Linked DNA regions of Cricetulus griseus: region 1 is linked to region 2. The links are chromatin contacts, called in public Micro-C maps. All regions are on one chromosome and are shown on one strand. The core of a region is the stretch at or near the end of the contact, and the rest is flanking DNA. Distances in the headings are between cores, read along the strand shown.

The links. Hi-C and Micro-C count contacts between places; a contact is called where the count stands out from the background.
Region 1: a contact with region 2 is called in a Micro-C map of the CHO-K1 cell line, with 2.8 times the contacts expected there. The contact joins the promoter of LOC113837366 here to the enhancer-like site in region 2. A contact is called at or near these places in 2 of 8 Hi-C or Micro-C datasets (the CHO-K1 cell line and liver).

The regions. Positions count from the first base shown.
Region 1 is chr9:5,456,210-5,460,808 of CriGri-PICRH-1.0, forward strand. LOC113837366 (leucine-rich repeat and fibronectin type-III domain-containing protein 3) reads left to right here and starts at 2,834. Exons shown (of 3, transcript XM_027431275.2): 1 at 2,834-3,910.
Region 2 is chr9:5,401,117-5,406,132 of CriGri-PICRH-1.0, forward strand. Nfkbid (NF-kappa-B inhibitor delta) reads right to left here. Exons shown (of 11, transcript XM_027431271.2): 11 at 4,429-5,016. The coding sequence ends at 4,996. Among named protein-coding and RNA genes, the nearest start is that of Nfkbid, 9.4 kb to the right of the region's middle. Within about 2 kb of position 2,580, at least 2 of the 6 cell types and tissues checked have open chromatin away from gene starts, as enhancers often do. A contact at or near this core is called in the CHO-K1 cell line, where this site is marked.

The sequences.
Region 1 (4,599 bases), core at 1,584-4,083, 55 kb after region 2:
CTCTCACAACTCCACCCATATTTCTAATCATCCACTCAAATGTGGAATCTTCAGGGGATGGGACCTCTCCTGAAGCTGGACCATCACCAGCACACTGACCCAATCTCTTAGTGGCTCTTTTGAAGCCAGGATCTCCCGCATGGCCCGGGAATCCCTATGCTGCTCGGGCCGGCTTTGAACTCTCAGCAGTCCTCTTGCCTCAGGCTCTCAAGTGCTGGAATTAGAGATAAGAGGCACCATAGATAGCTACATTTCTTTATTTTTATCTCTTTTGTCCTTTTCTTCTTCCTCTTCCTCCTCCTTCTCTTCTTCCTTTATCTCTGACCATCCTAGAACTTGCAAGTAGACCAGGCTGGCCTTGAACTCATCGAGATCCTCCTGGGGTCCGAGTGCTGGGATTAAGGTGTGTGCCTCCACAGCCTGGCTTATTTACTTTTTTTGAGGCAGGATTTATGAGGTCCAGGCTTCAAACCAGTGGTCTTTCTGCTTAGGTCTCCTGAGGGCTGGGATTGCAGGGATTGCTGCAATTGCCCTTACGCCTGGCTCTTGGGAATTTTTCTTTTAAAGCTGTGTTTATGTTTAATGTTAAAAATATATTTTCTTTATTTTTATGTGTATTTTTATGTATGTACATCTGTGCACCATGGTGCATGTAGCTTCTGCAGAGACTGGATGAAGGCATCAGATCCCTTGGGACTGAAGTTATGGAAACCTGTGAGTTGACACGCGGGAGCAGGGATTCAAACCCGGGTCCTCCGGAAGAGCAGCCAATGCTCTTAACTGCTGAGCCATCTCTCCAGCCCCTCCCTTTTTATTTTATTTTATTTTTACGTGAGTGTTTTGTCTATATGTATGTATGTGCATACTTGGTACCTGCAGAGGGTAGAAGAGGGCATCTGATGCCTGGGACTAGAGTTGCAAATGGTTGCAAGCTATCTTGTAAGTGCTGGGACCCCAATCACAGTTCTCTGCAAAAGCAGCAAGTGCTCTTAACCACTCTAGCCTCGCAGGAGCATGTCTAAATTCATCAGACTGACAGTCAAAACTGACCATCGCAAGTGTTAGCTATGTCACCGTGGCCAACAATGACAGCGACTGCGGACCTGATGGCAGCATCCTTGCTCAAGCCTCCCTGTTTCCTGGATATGTGGGCTGCTGTATCCCCTTCACCCACCAGGCTTCAGCAAAGCTGTGGTGGACAGTTCTGTGCACATTACAGATGGCCCTGGTTTATTCCACCTTACCTCCAAATGTGGACCCCGGATCAGCCTCACTAGCTCTGCAATCCTGACATGTTCTGAAGGTTCTGTAAAGTTCTGCAGCAGGATTGAGCCCCCGCTGGCCAGAAAGGTAACCTGGTGCCCACCAAAGCATTTCTACACTGTTTCTCTTTCCTTCTGAACTCGTCCCTCTTTCCTGCCTCGGTCTGCCAGTATGCTGAATTCTCCCACTCTCGGGATGGCTTCCATGTCTCCCGCAGTCCCAGCATCTCCACAGTGTCTCTGAAGCCCCTGAAGCTTCTTCCCGGGCTTTTGAATGTCCAGCATCCGCTGTGCTGGGCAAGGCGTGTTGATGAACTTTGCTAATGATCTGGAAAGGCGGGCCCCAGGGCTGAGTTAATTTTAGCTGCAATTTTTCAATAGACGTAATTGGAAGGAGTCAAAAGTGTATTCTGAAACCCCTTCAGCAGAGCTGGGAAGTTCCAGGGTGGATGGCCATTCACACACCACCTCCAAGGTCACTCTACTCTGCTCAGATGGCTTCTTAGCTCTGAGCCTACCTCAGGTCACCCAGGTTGTGTGTGTCTCCTTTGCAACAGGGCTTCTGGGAGACCATGCTCCCCCACGTGCTTACAGTCGAGTTTCCAGACCAGGCTCATGGGGCATCATCCATACCCTTCCTCCTGAAACACTATCTGCCAGAAGAGTGTGGGACCACCCACCTCTGCTTCCCCTGTCCCCCAACACTGTCCTCTGGAGTTATGTGTCCACACAAATCTGACCAGGGTCTTCTGGGGGGGTGGGTCAACCTGTCCACCTTGGGACTCTGACCCATTTCCTATCTTTTCTCCCTCTCTACTACAGGGCCTCTGGTCACTGTGTCTTGAGCTCTGCCCCCAATCCCAGAAGACATGGTTCTTAGTGTCAACTTCCCTCCTTCCAGCCAGTGAAATGATACCCATTTGCCTACAAGAACAAACCTGTTATTGGACAGAACCGGGGTAAGAAGGCTTCCTGTGAAGACGGTGCTGAAGCAGAGGGCTGGGAGGCAGATGTGTGGGCATCTAAGGAGGGGGGCTGTGTACAAGGATATGTATGGGTACTGACACCGAGTTGCTCAGGTACTGCATATGGGGGCGGTGGGGGGAACAGAGAGATTACATAGATGATAGATAGATAGATAGATAGATAGATACATACATACATACATACATACATACAAAGATACATAGACAGAGCATGTCTCTGACTTGTCCTTGCCTTGTCCGTTGCTGGGTACCCACCTCTCTCCTTCAATACATTTCTGTGTCCCCCCCATTCTGCTCCAGGCTCTCAGCCTAAGCTGTACCTATTGCCAGCCTCTATCTTCTTGTAGCTCGGTCTCTTGGCCTCAGTGTCCCTAGTCTGTCTTTATTCAGGGATATTCTTATTCCCAGCAGCTCCAGGGCGACTCCATGGTGGGTGGTGCTAGGGGCGCGCCTCTGAGAGGAGGGAGGAGGGAGGAGGGAGGAGGGAGGAGGGGGGAGGGGGCTGCCTACTACGCGCGACGGCGCCCGGGTTCCCGGCGAGGAGGAGGCCGCGGGAGCACCCGGGCCGCGCCCCCGCCAGGGTCTCTGAGCGCGCCCTCCCCCTGCGCCCCGCCGCCTTGCGGTGCCGGGATCCCCGCGTGGCCCCGTCTTGTCTGTCTGTCCGTCTGTCCGCGCCCAGGCCTCGCCCCACCCCGGCCCTAGAGCTGCCCGGCTGCCCCCTCCCCGCCGCAGCAGAGACCCCCTCTTATTGGGTCAGTTCCCTCCGCAGGCCACGAATCCATCAGCGCCGCTCCTGTCCCAGACCCTGGGCCGGCACCCCGACATCGGGGGGCGCTTGCAGCCGGCGATCGGATCCAGAGATCCCGAAACCCCCGAGCGTGGGACCCCGATTTGGGATCGGCACCCTGAGGATCCTGCCATGGAACCTTAAGACCTGGACATTGAGCTTCAATATCTGGGGGCTGGGATGCCGACATCCATGCCTGGGACCCCAAGATTTGGACACTGAACCCCATGGTTTTGGAACATGGACCCCAAGATTTGGAGCTGGGACCCCACGATTCGGCATCTAAGCCCCCAAATTTGGAGCTGAACTCTGAATTGTCTGGCTGATACCTTGACATCGGGGAGCGAATCCCCAAATCTATACCTGGGACCCCACTGTTTTAAGAACTAAACCCTGGGATTTAGGCCTTCAGTTCCAAGATTTGAACCATGGAATTCCGAGGGGCCTGAAGTCCTTGCTGCAGACCTGACCTGAGTGCTGAAATCTGGGGCTAGAGACCTCCAAGTCTTGAGTCGGCACCCTAAAATCTCAACAGGATCCCAATATCGGATTCCATGCTGGACTTGGGACTCAGACCCTAAACTTCTCCATCTGGCTGTTGGGTGTCTTAAGCCTGACACTGAGAGAGCCTGATCAGAACAACTGCTGGGGCCTTGGTCTCTAAAACTGGACCCTAGAGGCCCAATTTAGTGGCATGGGACCCCAAGCATAAAGTTTGGAGACTCCATAGCCACAGACTTGAGCTGAAACAGGACAGTTCCTCCACAGAGGCCTTCCGGGCAGGAGCAGCTTAACCAGATGCCCCCTCCGGAGTTCTGACCTCTCACCCCCCTGGAGCCTGAGGAGTCTGCTCCCTGGGGTGGCTTCCAGCTCAGGTAAGGCCTTTGAGAGACACCCATGGTGGGAAGGGACTTGTGTGTGGGGGTGGAGTCACTTGGGCTACAGGTAGGTGAGGGCGAGGTGCCCTGTGACATTTTTAGGGGTTTTCCTTGGAAAAAGTCTGTCCCATGAGTGTGTCTCCAACACTCTGGGCCCATGGCCAGCTCTGCCCGTCTCTGACCTCCTTGGCCCAGCTGATGGCATTCCATTTCTCTGATTCCACCCTTGGAGCTTCTCACCGTCTGACCACCCAGTACCTACCCTCTGTCCGCATCTGCCCTCTCTGGTCAGCTTTCTCCACCTCTCTCCTCTCAGTGACCATTTCTGCTCACTTTTCCTCTGACCAGCTCTGACACACAGATCCAGTCCCATCTGTCCACAGATTCTCACTGACGCTTCTGTCTCTCTGGTCCTCTGGCTTCCTAACCCTTTGCCCACCCCTGGCTCCGAGGCTGGGTCTGTGGCTTCACTAAGCCAGTTCTGACTTTTCTCCCAGCTACATCTCTCCTGCCAGCTTCTGGCTTTTGACCAGATCAAAACTCTTTTGTCTCTCTCTCTGCCCAGCCCTAGATGGGCCCGCCTCTGACCTGCTCCCCGTCTTTGCTCTCCTTTCCTCCAGGGGCACACCTTTTCTGAGGGCCCTTGCCACCTGCCCACCTCTCTTCTCTTTCCGCCGTGCCCAGCT
Region 2 (5,016 bases), core at 1,330-3,829:
TTTTTAAATACTGTTATTAGGGGCTGGAGAGATGGCTCAGCTGTTGAGAGCACGTCTTGTTCTTCTAGAAGACTCAAGTTTAGTTCTCAACACCCATGTTAGGCAACTTACAGCCATGTGTAACTCCAGCTCCAGGGAATCTGATGCCCTTTTCTGGCCTCCATGGGCCCCACACTCTCTCACACATACAATTAAAAAATCTAAATTCTATTATTTATTTATTTAGTTATTTAGTTAGTTTTTTTCCGAGACAAGGTTTCTCTGTGTAGCTTTGGAGGCTGTCCTGGCACTCGCTCTGTAGACCAGGCTGGCCTTGAACTCACAGAGATCCTCCTGCCTCTGCCACCTGAGTGCTGGGACTAAAGGCATGTGCCACCAACGCCCGGCAAAAAAAAAAAAAAAAAATCTAAATTCTAAAACAATACTGTCTTAGTTTGGGTTTCTGTTGCTGTGAAGAGACAGCATGACCAAAGCAACTCTTATGAAGGAAAAACATCTAATTGGGGTGGCTGGGTTACAGTTTCAGAGGTTCAGTCCCATTATCACCATGGTGGGGAGCTTGGCTGCGTGCAGGCAGATGAGAGCTGAGAGCCCTCTGTCTTGCAGGCAACAGAAAAAGTTGACTGAGACACTAGGCTGTATAATGACCATAGGAAACCTCAAAGTACTGTGGAATAATCCTTTGTACACTGTGAAGATGTGTGGCTCTTGTTGGTTTAATAAAGAGCTAGGCACAAAAAAAAAAAAAAGAAAAGAAAAAGAAAAAGAAAAAAACAGCAACAAAACAAACAAACAAAAATCCAGCCGGGCATTGTTGACACATGCCATTAATCCCAGCACTCGGGAGGCAGAGGCAGGTGGATCTCTATGAGTTCGAGACCAGCCTGGTCTACAGAGCCGGTGCCAGGACAGGCTCCAAAGCTACACAGAGAAACCCTGTCTTGAAAAACCTAAATAAATAAATAAAGAGCTAGGCAGGGAGAGGAAGGAACTGAGCCGTGTGGTAGAAAGTATATAAGAAATATGGGTCAATTAATCTGTAAGAGCTAGTAAGTAACAAGCCTAAACTATCGACCAAACATTTATAATTAATAATACATCTCTGTGTGATTAAATGGGCTTGCTGGAGGGACAGAATATTCCGCCTACATCAAAGCCCACCCCCACAGTGATGCACTTCCTCTAATAAGGCCACACCCACGCCAACAAAGCCTCACCTACTAATGCTGCTCCCTAAGAGATTATGGAGTCCAGTTACATTCAAACTACCACAAATGCCATCAGTAAAACATTTTGCCATTGCTCTTCTGATGCTTTGTGCCCCTAAAATAGCTTTCTTTCTAAACTGAAGTTTTGTTTTTGTTTTTGTTTTAAACAGGGTCCCTAAACTATATTGAACAATCGACTGCACAAGGGATTCCCAATTGCAGGTAATTTCTTATACAAAGCACAACACAGTTGTTTGAGTTCTTCATGGGCCAGTCACAATATCACCACCTCCAGGAACACACACACTGGTATGAGGCAGCTGACATGGGAGACAACACTTGGCCCTGGGAACTCTGCCCTCCAGTTTTCCCCCATCCCCTTGAACTCCTGATCCTCCTGCCATAGCCTCCCAAGAGCTGGGATGATAGGTGTGTGTGTGTACCACCACACCTGACTCGGTCATGTGACTTTGGTCAATGGGATATCAGCAAGTCTGATGCAAGCAGGACTGTTTCCTCTCAAGACGCTGTCTCTTGGAACCCATAGTCACAATGCTGGCTAGTTTTAAGTCAACTTGACACAAGCTAGAGTCATCTGAGAGGAGGGAAACCCAACTGAGAAAACACTTCCACAAGATAAGCTGGAGGCAGGCCTGTAGAGCATTTTCTTAGTTAGTGATTGATAGGGACAGGCCCAGCCCTTGTGGGTGGTGCCACTCCTGGGCTGATGGTCTGGCATTCCATAAGAAAGCAGCCTGAGCAAAACATGAGAAGCAAGCCAGTAAGCAGCACTCTCCACGGCCTCTGCATCAGCTCCTGCCTCCAGGATCCTGCCCTGCTTGAGTTCCTGTCCTGACTTCTTTCAGTGATGAACAACAGGGACATGGGAGTCTAAGTCAAACAAACCCTTTCCTCCCTAGGTTGCTTTTGGTCCTGCATGGTGTTTTGTCACAGCAATAGTGCCCCTAACTAGGAACTCACCATGGAGAGACCCACCTGCCCTCCCGGACCACACGAAGAGATTCTTGGTTTATCCAACAGTTGCCAATTCTCATTTATCATACCTGTGACTGATTCAGTGTTGGGTTCCAGCATAAGCTCCCAGGTGACTCTGGCCGTAATAGTGACCAAAGCAAGATGCATCCTGCTGAGCCCAGTCCAGACTGCAGAGCCCACAGGCATCGTGAGGTTGTGTTTGAAGCCCCATGGCCTAAAATGCACTAACGTGGTATAGTAGTTACTTTCCTTCTGGGGCCCGTGAGCAGCAGCCTAAGGGAAGTGTTTGGCTCATGGTTTCAGATGATTTGGTCCACAGATGCTCTGTGAGTCAGAGTTGTCAAGGCACTAGGAGCAGATGGCAGAAAAGCTTCTTCATGACTAACAAGGAGCTGGAAAAGAGGTAGTAGGAAGAGGCCAGGGCAGGGCATAGCCCCCAGGGACATATCTCTGATGACCTAATGAATCTCTCAAAGAGTGTGTCAACTCATTCCCTCAGAGCACTCACCACCACTTCTCTGGAAACACCCTCTCAGACACACCCAGAGCTGTGCTTCATCTCCTGAATGTTTCCTAATCCAGTCAAGGGGACAGAACAAACCCTTGTACATGACTTGGTTTGTGGTCCAAGAGAGTCCATAGGCAGGAGGACTCCTGTGGGCAAAGGGGCTTTCTGGAGTATCGAGTCTGGGTAACTCAATGGGGTAAATGGACCAAGGGCTACAGGGCGAATCTGAGAAGTAGGCTTGGTGGATGTCCTGTCTTGGTTTGAGTTTCTCTGGATGCAGATGCTGAGAACATCTGAAGGCCTTTAACAGGGAGAGACTACCAATAGGGAGGCTAGAATAGCCGCAGCCAGGGGAGGCCAGGGAAGAAAGCTGTGTTACCTAGTGTTTCGGGAGCCAGGGTTTGATTCTGCTGAGGATTCGGGGAGCCTCAGCAAGCCTGCACTTGAGGGTTTTAATGCAACAAGGAGATGAGGGGCCCGGGGTATTTTACATATCAGCTCCTGCTTGTCATCAGTTGAGGGGTGTTAGGTTAGAGCAGGAAGTGGGCGTGATACCCCAGAATTGACTTCCTTCCTTCCTTCTTTCCTTCCTTCCTTCCTTCCTTCCTTCCTTCCTTCCTTCCTTCCTTTCTTTTCTTTCCCCCTCTCTCTCCCTCTCCTTTTAATTTTAAAATAATAAAATGAGGTAAGTATTTTCTCTATAGTCCAGGCTTGACTTAAACTTGAGCTGTGGAATTACACAAGTGTGCCACAATCCCCCAATTTTTTGTTTGACTGGTTTTTGGCCAGGGCTAGAGATGGAATATAGTGTTTTTGTTTGTTTTCAGACGAGGTCTCATTATGTAGTTTTGGCTGTCCTAGAACTTGCTAGTTAAACTAGGCTGGCCTTGAACTCAGAGATCTGCCTGCCTCTGCCTCCTAAATGCTATGGCTAAAGGTGTGCACCACCATGCCTGCCAAGAGAGGGAATAGTCTGCCAATGAGGCATGCCGAGTCCCTTCCAGGTTGGTTCTAGGCAGGGGCTCTACCACTGAGCCACGCCCCCAGCCCCTCACTGGGGGATTCTAGGCAGGGGCTCTACTGCTGAGCCACACCCCCAGCCCCCTCACTGGGGGATTCTAGGCAGATGCTCTACCACTGAGCCACGCCCCCCCAGCCCCCTCACTGGGGGGATTCTAGGCAGGGGCTCTACCACTGAGCCACGCCCCCAGCCCCTCACTGGGGGATTCTAGGCAGGGGCTCTACCACTGAGCCACGCCCCCAGCCCCTCACTGGGGGATTCTAGGCAGGGGCTCTACTGAGCCACACCCCCAGCCTGACAAGCTACCTAGCTTTGAAATCTTCTCACATCTTTTGTTGTTTTGTTTGAGACAGGATCTCAGTATGCAGCTCTGGCTGTCCTAGAACTCACTATATAGACAGGGCTGGCCTTGAACTCACAGAGACAGATTCTGTCTCCCATGTGCTGGGATTAAAGGTGTGTGCCACCACCACACCCAGCCGGTCTTCTCACATTTTACACAGGGGCTTGGGTACTAGATGCTGGCAAATGTCAGTAGCAGGAAGGGATAGCCATCTAAAAAACAGAATTTGATATCTTTATCAGGCATTAGCTCTGATGGTGTCTTGACTCTGGACTCCCCAGCCTTTACATTATCCAAATGTGGCCCCTCAGAGGGGCACCAGTGCCCCCCACTTTGAATGACAACACACAGCTTGAGGCCAAATCGAGTTTAATGGGGAGCTACAGTGATACATAGACAGAGAACAACAACTCACAGGGAAGGCTAGGGTCTGGGACACCGAGTTCTAAATGACAATGCAGCCAGGTCTCAGGGCACGCTAATCTCAGAGGGCCTTTCTGACATCTCAGGGGTGTGGGTCCTGGGGAAGAGCCCTGGTGGGATTGTCCTGGGATGCCTCAAATCCCACGGAGGCTCCATTGGAGTTTCTGGGAGTGTAAGACAGAGTCTGGGGAGGTGATCATGGCTGATCCAAGTAGGAGAGAGTTAGCGGTTTCTAGGGCGTTTCACAGAAACAGTCAAGTGGGCTCGATTTCACAGAAATCATCTAAACAGCCCCTTGTAGGGGGAAGAGGAATCACAAGACCCCAAATATTGGGGACTGCTCACCTCCCCCAGTGCCACTTTGGGGTTTTAATGTAAGACCCTAATGGCAGGATATTCCACATTATATTATCATGAATCTGCGACATGAGCATACGCTGGCTGTCCCACGGGACGGTGGGGACTGGAAAATCAGTCCAGGTTCTGGATTTCAGTCCTAAGAGGACAAGCCTGGGGG